2 separate regions of the Xenopus laevis genome follow, and region 1 is linked to region 2. The links are chromatin contacts, called in public Hi-C maps. All regions are on one chromosome and are shown on one strand. The core of a region is the stretch at or near the end of the contact, and the rest is flanking DNA. Distances in the headings are between cores, read along the strand shown.

Region 1 (5,658 bases), core at 66-2,565, 58 kb after region 2:
AAGAGGGCCTGAATAGAAAGATGAGTAATAAAAAGTAGCAATAAAAATGTGAAAAAATAATAAATTAAAAATACATGTGTAGCCTAAAGCTGGCCATTGGCGCAAAGATTTGATCGTACGAATATTCGATTCGTACGTTTTTTTGGACCGTGTGTGGAGTGTCCCAACATTTTAGAAAATTTCTGTCGGCTAACGATTATATCCCTGCATGTATTGCTGATCTGACATTATCAGTGGGAAACTGTTACCAGCTTTTGTCGGACATAACTTTCATATGATTGCAGGGGGCAGAACAGTTTGATCTGTTCTTTTACTATTTATTTGATCTGAATGGTTAGTGGCAGGTTGGAAGATGGCACCGAACGATCGTTCGTCCGATGTAAAGGTAAATCTGCACGTCTATGGCCACCTTTAGAGAGCATTTGGTACTTTCTAGATCTTTGAAGGTATGCATAGTATTGCCTGACTTTGGATCAGCACAACTTCTACGCATAGAAATAGAAATAATTCATAAACTATCAAAAAAAAAGGAAGACCAGTTGAAAAGTTGCTTAGAATTAGCCATTCTATAACATACTAAATGTTAACTTAAAGGTCAACCACCCCTTTAATTCATGTGATAACAGTTGGAGCTAAAAGATGCGGTAATAAGAAAATAAATCAGTGCAAGAAGAGGTCACTATCTAATTATCATCCAAACTGGAACAAAATGAGATTCTGTTTCTTTGCACATAAGTAGGTTTAAAGGGGAAGGAAACCTAGTCGGCGCAATCCCCCCACCCCCCCTCCCGTTTGTTGCCCACCCTCCCTCCTCCCCCCTGGCCTACCCGTCCCGCTGGGCAAATGCCCCTAACTTGTTACTTACCCTTCTGCGCAGGTCCAGTCCAGGGAGTTCACAGACGACATCTTCTTCCACGCGATCTTCTTCCTGCTTTGAACAGCGCATGCGCAGTAGGATCATTTTGCCGGTACGGATCTACTGCACATGCGCGTGACTTTTGGTGCATGCGCAGTAGATCCGTACCGGCGAAATTATCCTACTGTGCAACAAAAGGGAGGGGGGGTGGGGGGTTTGTGCCGACTAGGTTTCCTTCCCCTTTAAGACTGAAAGGGAATGTTATGAGCGTGTCCCTTCATTTTGCCTGAGTAGTTAAAATCTTGCAGCAATGCTGGCACAGGCCCAAGAGTGACAGAAAAAGTCCCATTAAAGCAAGTGAAAGAGGAGGATCTGCCCGGAAGAGCTGATGATTTACTGCTCCATCCAGTGAGCAGGACAAGATTTGCATAGTGGCCGCACGTGTATTATGAACTCGTGTTTTGAGCGGTAACAGGACCCCTGTGCCTGGGGAACTCAGAGCCCTCTAAACGCCTACTAATAAGCAAGACTATACCCTGCTACGTAACAGTACTATACATAGGTTTTTCTATATATCTTCATTTAACTATGTGTGGAAGCTTCATTACTGCCTACTTTACCTATGTAAAATCTGCTTTGACCAAATTATCATGAATATGTAAGCTTGGCTTTACAGAAGGACAGAAGGGCAAGTATAATGTATTTACAAGTTCAGAGTGCAAGGCTTGCTAGACAGCACAGACCTGACATTATCTATGATAAAAAAAAATGTTTATCATGGATAATGGACATGTCTAAGGGCTCGTACTCATGGGCATTTCCTGTGCTCTAATGAGGTTAGATTTCCTGCGTTACTTCCACCGCAGGGGAGTGTAGAACAAAACACAGGCAGTTCTTCCTTGTGGGTCTGTACTCATACAAGAGCATCCAAGCGCCAAACTCAGGGGAAAACGCCTGTGAATATGAGCCCTAAGTCTAAGGCCACACAGGTGCTGAGATCAGCCTTTCGAAATATGAAGGCCGAAAATCAGCCTACTGTCCTGCCTGCACCCTAGGGTTGCCACTTGCCTGGTTTTTGACTGGACAGCCTGGTTTTTTGAAGGGCCGCCCGGGTCAAAACTGCCTGCCCTGTTTTCCAAATTAGGAAAACCGGGCAGGATTGTGGTGACTGGACTATCGGTGGTCGCATGTCATAGCCCAACCCGTGATGTCATGGCCCCACCCCATAGTGTCACCATCCTGCCCCTGTCGATCACGGCCCAGCCCCCTGCCCGGATTCCACAGGGCAAAGAGGTGACAACCCTACTGCACCCAGAAGTGTTGTGTTGGCTCATGTGCAGGCATACTCGCCTGATTTCAGTGCAAGAATGAAAACTCTTGCGTTTCTTAGCCAACATCCAGGGGCGATCCACCAATGAGGCGAGCTGAGGCCTCAGACAGCAGGTTTCCAGGGGTGGCAAAAAGCCGCTCCTGGTGCCTTTAAGAGCCGAATTTACGTTTTTTTAAATCGGAAATTCGTCTTTACTAGGGCGAGAGAGCGCAATTGCGCTCTCTGCACTAGCATTGCTGCTTCCCCACCTGGAAATGTAATCGGGCTGGGGGAGGGGCGGCATTACTGGAGCCACCTCAGACTACAATTACCACAGGATCGGCGCTGCCAACATCAGCTGTGTGCCAAAACCTGAGCTGACACAACACTTCTGGTACGGCAGGAGAGGAGGCTAATACCTGCGTACAGTGTCGGACTAACCCATCTAGATACCAGGAAAACTCCCGGTGGGCCCAGGTGTTAGTGGACCATCATGCTGCTAAATATTTGGCCAATTTCATGGCATTCCCTGTTTCTAATAGAACAAAGAGGCTAAATAGATGGAATGATAGATTATAGTATGTAAAGAAAAGAGACTAGGAGAAAAGAGGTTGAGTATAGTACTGAGAGTGGGTCCCTGGTTTAAGGTTTTTTGGTGGGCCTCTGGTGTCGCAGTGACACCCCTCCCCCCCCATCTGAAAGCCAGAAAAGCAAAAGAATGCAATTAATTTTAAAAAATTATACAAAATAAAAATGAAGACCGATTGAAAAGTTGCTTAGAATAAGCCATTTTATAACATACTAAAAGTTAGTCGATTCAGTGGCTCCCTGCACAGAAGAGTGCGGATTCCAGAGTAGGGACTGATTCTCTACCTACATTTATCCATGGGCTGAGAATCAGCTCATTGTGGCCGCAGCCTAAAATCCAATAAACTGTGCAATATAAAAGTGAAAGGGAATCAACTGGAGCAAGAGTGTGCAACGTGTGTGACTGATTATCTGCAGCAGCGAGTTCCCAGAACTGACCCTTGGGTGTTGAATGCAGGTCTGAAAACAACTGAGGAATGTTTTTCCCTACAGGAGGGAAACAAGATGTTCCAGGTGATAGGGTGCAGGTAGCGATCAAACAACCCTTCTCTGATCTCAGTGCACGTGCTAGCTCAGGACTTCATACAAAAGCAGTGTATTTGGGACAAATGTGTTTTTTTTAAGTAGCATAAGCATATCATCTCTGCTACAGTTAGTGCTGAACACATGCATGCACATTTCTTAGATACTTTTGCAGAAGGTTAAATTAAATACTCTACCGTATAACTTTAAAGGGATACTGTCATGGGAAAAATATTTTTTTCAGTTAATAGTGCTGCTCCAGCAGAATTCTGCACTGAAATCCATTTCTCAAAAGAGCTAACATATTTTTTTATATTTAATTTTGAAATCTGACATGGGGCTAGACATACTGTCAGTTTCCCAGCTGCCCCCGGTCATGTGACGTTCAGCGCCAGCATGCGAGCACTGAAGCACTGGGGAGCACAGGCGGCTGGGCGGCATGCCGCCCCCAAAAATGTGTCGCCCTAGACCTGGGCCTATGTGGCCTCGCCACAATCCGGGCCTGGTGACGTGCTCTGATAAACTTCAGTCACTCTTTACTGCTGTACTGCAAGTTGGAGTGATATCACCCCCTCCCTTTCCCCCCAGCAGCCTAACAATAGAACAATGGGAAGGTAACCAGATAGCAGCTCCCTAACACAACATAACAGCTGCCTGGTAGATATAAGAACAACACTCAATAGTAAAATCCAGTCCCACTGCGACCCATTCAGTTACATTGAGTAGGAGAAACAACAGCCTGTCAGAAAGCAGTTCCATCCTAAAGTGCTGGCTCTTTCTGAAAGCACATGACCAGGCAAAATGGCAACAATATTACAACTAAAAAAAATATAGTTGCTGGTTTAGGAATTACATTTTCTATTGTAGAGTGAATTATTTGCTGTGTAAATAGTGTAATTTAGAAATAAAAAGGACATCATAAAAATCATAATAAAATAACTTTAATGCCCCAAGCTGGATGATGGGCAGATCAGAAGTCGTAACCAACCCACTAATGAGAAGAGTAACTTGTTCTTCTTTCCTCCATATTACTGACAATTGTCTTATAAAGGCTTCTGATGAAAATGACCCTACCGTGTGTTAATGTGACTGGGATCTTAGATTGTAAGCTGATTTGAATGATGTATAATGTGTGTAAAGCACTGAGGAATTTGTCAGTGCTGTATAAACACAATATTTCCATAGATAGATATTAAAACTATTAATATTGTTACTTAGCTGAACTGAAAACAAAAAGGTTTGGTTTTGTTTCAACCGGTAAATTTTATTATACTTGTTTTTCCGGTTTTATAACCCACCTTCAAGAGAAGCTGTTTAAATACTACTCTGGTGACATCTACTGGTAACATTGTGCCCAGCAAGTGACTAGTGCAAGCAGTATTCCTCATCAAAAGTTTCAAACTCATTAGTAGTGTTAAAAAACGACTTATTTTAAAGGGGTGGTTCAACTTTAAGTTAACATTTAGTATGTTATGAAATGGCTAATTCTAAGTAACTGTTCAATTGGCCTTAATTTTTTATGGTTTTGAATTATTTGCCTTCTTCTTCCAACTCTTTCCAGCTTTCAAATGGGGGTCAGTGACCCCGTCAAGACAAAAATGCTCCATAAGGCTACAAATTTATTGTTATTGCATCTTTTTATTACTCATCTTTCTATTCAAGCCTTCTCCTATTTATCTAAAAACCCAAATGCTCTGTGAGGCTATAAATCTACTGTTATTGCTGCTTTTTATTACTCATGTTTTACTCAGGTCCTCCCCTATTCACATTCCAGTCTCTTAGGGCTCTTACACATGGGTGGTTTTACCTGCATTCCTCTGCGTTGCGCTTTCTTCCGTTCAGCCGCAGGGGAGCGCAAGCAGTGTTGGACTAGGTTGCCAGGGGCCCACCAGAAAACCTTAGGCTGAGGGTCCACTTTCCAAACTATTATACCTCCTCTCCTCACTCAACCTCTTTATTCTCCTAGTCTTTTATATTTACTTAGTATATAATTTTACTAAGTACTGGCAAGTAGTGATGCCATACTTCTTTAGTTCACTGTACTGGCACATCAGTACATCTATTGACACTTCCAGCCCTAAAGAAGTATGTGAGAGCGTCACTACATGCCAGTACGTGTCTATTGCTAACACCTTTAGCACACAGGCAACAGTATAGACCAAGTGGCAGATCATTTCACTAATGTGCCTTAATATTACTGCTATGGGATTCCTGATCACAATGTGCTGGGGGGCCTCATTATTATTAATTTCATGATGGAGGCTGAGGGCCGGTGTAAATTTGAAAAAGGGCCGCAATTGGCCCCCGGGCCACACTTTGGACATGCCTGATTTAGAGACTCCCTCACTAACCGCTGATGTTCAAAGCCAGATAGCAGACTGCT
Region 2 (5,541 bases), core at 908-3,407:
TTTGGATTATTTCACGAAACCCAGCACAGATCAGGATATCTTCGGAACTTCTCCCATTGACTTCTACATGAACTCTGCAGTAGTGATGTGCGGGTCAAGGTTTCCCAACCTGCACATCACCCGACCCTAACCCGCCCTGCTACAACCCGCGCCCGCACCCGCACTTCCGAGGTCCTTTTATAGACCCGAGTCGACCCACCCTGCCGATGGCGTCACAATGACGTCACAAAAGGGGAGGGGCGAGCAGACTCGAGACTATATAACCGGAAGTCGGATGCAGGTATTTGAAAGTGGCGAGGAGCACTGCGAGGTCGACCCGCCGAGTAAACCCACGGGTATCGGGTCGTCCCACACATCACTACTCTGCAGGTCTGAGTTGGAGTGCTTTTTTATTTGGACTTTTGACATCCTCGGGGTTTAATAAATTCCAAAAAAATCAAGTTTTTTTCCACTAAAAATTTGTATTTTATATTCAAATTTTTCTAGTTTTTGGCATAAATAAATAAATTATTGTTATTGCTCTTTTTATTACTCATCTTTCTATTCAGGCCTCTCCTCTTCATATTCCAGTCTCTTATTCAAAGCAATGCCTGGTTGCTAGGGTCATTTGATTAAAATAACTTAAAAACCACAAATAATTAAAAAATTAAAACCAATTGCATATTGTCTTAGAATATTACTCTCTACATTATAATAAAAGTTAATTTAGATATGACAGAGCTTCCGCTTTGGCTACTAGTGTTAGCTCTATGCAATTAGTACCTGTTTAATTTTTTCTTTATAGAAGCACACTTATTCACTACATATTCACTATACTACAAGTAAATGATAGTAAGTTATAGAGTGGCCAATTCTAAGCAACATTCCAATTGGTCTTCATTATTTATAGTTTTTTAATTTAATTTACTTTTTTTAATTATTGTTTTATTTGCCTTCTTCTTCTGACCCTTTCCATTTGAAATGGGGGTCACTGACCCCATCTACAAAAACAAATGCTCTTTATTATTTATTGCTCCTTTCTATTAAGGCCCTCTCCAATTCATATTCCAGTTTCTTGTCCAGATTGGTGCATGGTTGCTAGGGTAATTTGGACCCCAGCAACCTGGCTGCTAAAACTGCAATCTGAAGAGCTGCTGAATAAAAAGCTAAATAATTCAAAAACCACATATAAGAAAAAATAAAGCCAATTGTCTCAAAATATCACTCTCTACATCATACTAAAAGTTAACTCAAAGGTGAACACCCCTGTTAACTGCAGCACCTTGGTGTATAAAGTAAAGATGGCCCAACCTGTGACAGCAAACTAGTTGAGCATTCTTGTCTTTGCTGCTGATCCAAACTGGGTTGCTTGCCAAAAGGTGCACATAAGCCCAGCACAGAACACTTTGGGAAACACTAGGCCTTATAGCTTATAGCAGCAAAGCTATGCCACGTCACAAGCCCCTTATAGCAGGGATTTACCTCTTAGCCTCTTAGCAGGGGCACACGTGCATGAGATATACTTACTACCTTAACTGACACTAATAGTTTGATACTGGAGCTTTAAAAGCAGCTCTTTTATTTCTGTCTCAGAGCTTCACAGAACTCCAGCCTCCCACTGTTTTCTCAGAACAATATGGACCCTGTACAGGCACAAGCAATACTGGCCAGCTGTTTAGAGTTAGCCCCTTGTCTCAGCAATTGGATATGCATACCGTACCGACACATAGGCCTTGCTGCTACTGAGGGGCCTTTGTGCAATTCTAATTTGAAGTGAGGCTTGTTCCAGCATCTTTCTTGAACAGCTACATACAAAGGTGCTTTGGCTGATCCCAGAACAAATATTTTGACTGGCTGTGTGCTTCTTTAAAATAAAGTAGCTCTGTTTTAAAAAATGACCAAATTACACTTAAAACTATTTCCATTGTAGAACAATGCTGCTTTCCTTGATTCCCTATAAAGCAAGGATTCTTAACCATAAGGCTCTACCAGGGCCTTATGGTGGGCAGAGGAGGCACGTGCCTTGGGTGCCAGGCACATACCTCATAAGCAGCCTACACCTGAAAAAGGTTAAGTGCCAGGTACCACAACCTGACGTCAAAGCAGTTGATTCAGGACTCTCCATGCTTGTTTGTGCACAGCTGCGCGGGGGGCAAGGCGTGACATGGCCGGCCAGGTTGACTGGGTGTCACGAACGGCACCCTAAATCCAGAACCCAAGCTAAGCTCCCTGGTCTTGGCTCTCACTACTGCCTTCACCTCGGGAGGAGTCCCCGGCTAATTGGATGCTGCCAGGTCTTATTTGAGAGAGGAGCAAAGCTAATGGTTGTGGACGAGCAAAGGGGCACGATCATCTCACCAGGATACTGGAAGGAAGAACACCACTTAGCAACAGGCAGGCCGGGTCAGCACAAGCAGAGAATAGTCAGACAGGCCGGAATCAGGATTGCAGAGTGAAGGATAGTCAGTGGACAGGCAAAGGTCGGATTGGAGAGGTCAGAGCAGTTACAGGGCAGCAAGGGTCAAAACCAGAAATAACAGGCAGGATACACAGGACAAGGCACCTAGGAACAAGCTAATTTGAACCTAACAACGGGCAATGTGTTTAGCTACAAGGCCCCTTTAAATAGTTTGAATTTCGCACCGTTGCGCGAGGACGTCATCACGCCGGCCCATAAACCCGGAAGATTAGACTGAATAGTGAAACGACTCCGAATCCTAATTTCATATGCAAATTACAGACGGGAAGGGAAAAAGTGGAAAAAACATTCTTTACTTCCTTGTTTAGGGACAAAAAGGTTATATGATTTCCCCTCCCTTCTCTAATTTGCACACAGGGCCAGATTTACATAGCGGCGCCCCAAGGTCCGCTGCCATTCATCACCCCTGTCCCCTCCCCTTCATTTGTGCACATGAGAAAATTTTCATCAATGGGTCCAGAGAACTGGGGGTTGGTGCACAGGAAATTTTCTTTGAATCCCCAGGGCTTCAGAAGCAATGCAGGTGTGGTTGGATAGCATGCTGTCCCCCTAAAATTCTACCGATTTAGGCATGGGTCTTTGTGGCCATTCCTCAAATCTGGGCCTGTTTGCACATGCAAATTAGGATTCGGATTCAGTTTGGCTGAACACAAGGATTTGGCTGAATCCAAATCCTGCTGAAAAAAGGACAAATCCTGGCCAAATCCCAAACTGAATCCTGGATTCCGCGCATCCCTAATATTATCTGACACTTTTAAATAAGTAGAATGATTATTCAGGAATTATCTTGAAGAAAACTTTATGTCCTGCAATAAATGATCTCCTATACAGGAATGATACACAGGCATGACCCAATGGATACTGAGATAGAGGAATAGAATAACAGAGGGCCTGAAGGAGGTCTTTGCTGATCCATTCTTTCAATATAAACGTGTGAAACAGATCTCCAATTTCGCTGGTGGGGCAGAGGAATTTCTAGTTCTGCTGCTGGGTCTCCGTTTGACACCCAACTCCCACTTCCTATTTGTCCTTCTCACATTAGACCATAGCTGCCTTTGTTACTTTGCTGCTGTTTGCTACATATATGCAGGCAGACAAATATACAGTATAACCAGAAGCCTTTCAGCAGCTAGCTCACAAACATTCCTATTCCATGATATAACAATCTCCCTTGACCCAATAAAACACTTGGACAGAAGGCTGCCATCTCACAAGCTCCGTCACCTTATTTCACCCTGACCAAGAGGATTGTCTTGCATTCATCAGTTGTATAGGGTTATTGACTCTAAGGATATTTTGTAAATACTGGGTGTGGAGGCTTCCTAATTTACAGTAGGTCAGGTTGTAATTTGTTTAGGGCATTAAATCTGGTGATTATATGGTAAAAGACCCAAGCTGTCTAATGTATTGCACAAAAAGATGCAAAAAAACAAATATATACCAGGAATAAAGGATAACTAATAGCAGGAGAGCTAGAATGCCATAATGCAGGTGCAGGCAGATTGTGGATACCTCTCCCACCCTCTATGCTACTTGTTTTGTGTTGGTGCAGCATTTCTCTGCTTTGTTTGGTATCTCTGTAGGGACAAAGATGAGTCCTCATTCCAACCCATGGTGTTGTGAAGCCTGCCTGATCACCATAGTCACCTTGGGAAGAAGACCATTTTGTCTTGACCCCAATGAGACATGCTGTACCTGATTACATTAAGAGATGTCTATGGAATCTGCAAAGCATGCCCATATCATATTTATTATGAATTGAGAAGTAGATTGCAATTGGCAACAGTAATGCCAGAAATTCTCCATGCCAAACCTTAACCCATAGTTGAAAGATTGCGATGTGGCTGATGGCGGAGCGCTTCCCTTGCACGCCAGCTCCTGCTAAGCCGCAGCTCTCGCGATAGTTCGGCTCCTTCTAGCCGGCTTCCAATGCACACTTCTGTTACCGTTTGCCGAGCGCTGTTCAAAGCAATCACGGAGTCTGGCAAATTAATATCATTGTAATGGCTTTATTGAGCGCATTAAAAACTGCTAAGGAGGGGGATCACATCTAACGCGTTTCGTGTCAGAGAACCTGACACTTCATCAGAGTAATTAGTGCATACCTGTGTAAGTGCTTAAATAGTGACACATATGCATATCATTAGTGTATTAAAGTGTATTAAAACCTTAACCCATGACTACTCAACCAGCATCGAATCAAACCCAACATTTGGCAGCACTATTTAAACCAAAGCCCAATCTGCACCCCTTCGATAAGTTCATGGTGGACAAATCCCTGGAGGGGGTGGGATATGTGAGGTGATGCCATCAGGGGCTGGCAAAGACTGGAAATATCACCAGAAGTTGCTTGCCAGTATGAACTGTTAGACCCACCTGTAGTGGCCTGAACTCGCCCCAACTGCGGGTAAACCCATGCATTTTTTGTGATATCCACACATCACTGCAAGGCAGATACTCTGAACAAAATAACAAGTGAGCATGGCAATCTAAAGGAGTGCTACACACGCATCATAGATGGTATATATTTACAGTCTTTCATTTGGTACATTCTATTTCAAGAGTCGATTCCCTTTAGCATACTATAAGTTTAGGATAGTAACACATACCTGGTGGATTGAGTTGGTATTTTTCCATGCAGCAGCTTTCTCCTATTACATGTAGGTATTAATCGTAGCTTAACACTTCCTTTCTAAGGAAGGATGGCACCATCTGAAAATGCTTCTCCATAAAGTCACAGTCACCCTTTCCTAATAAGTTCTTTGCGATGTGGATAAAGGTGGTATAATGACTCCTTTCTGTTCTGCTGCTTAGAACATTCTATGTGGGAAGGGGGTGTGCAACAGAATGTTATAAAAAAATGAGTAAATGAGTTTTTGTTGCAACTGCCTGGAATACAAATAATTGCACAGTAATGACATTGATTTGTTACACTCACCTTACTGTCCATACATTGTTCATGTCACTATTTTGAAGTGGCAGTTTTTTTCCCAGGAAAGTTATGGTAATGACACAAAAAAACTCCTACATGCCAAATAATTAAGAAAAACTACTTTATAGGTCTGCCTAAAATTTACATACTT

The links. Hi-C and Micro-C count contacts between places; a contact is called where the count stands out from the background.
Region 1: a contact with region 2 is called in a Hi-C map of the XL177 cell line, with 2.0 times the contacts expected there. The contact joins two enhancer-like sites. A contact is called at or near these places in 2 of 4 Hi-C or Micro-C datasets (the XL177 cell line and the XTC cell line).

What each region holds. Positions count from the first base shown.
Region 1 is chr6L:138,122,451-138,128,108 of Xenopus_laevis_v10.1, forward strand. No RefSeq gene overlaps it. Among protein-coding and RNA genes, the nearest start is that of fbxo43.L, 12 kb to the right of the region's middle. Within about 2 kb of position 1,316, at least 2 of the 7 cell types and tissues checked have an H3K27ac peak or open chromatin away from gene starts, as enhancers often do.
Region 2 is chr6L:138,063,609-138,069,149 of Xenopus_laevis_v10.1, forward strand. No RefSeq gene overlaps it. Among protein-coding and RNA genes, the nearest start is that of LOC108719340, 28 kb to the right of the region's middle. Within about 2 kb of position 2,158, at least 1 of the 7 cell types and tissues checked has an H3K27ac peak or open chromatin away from gene starts, as enhancers often do.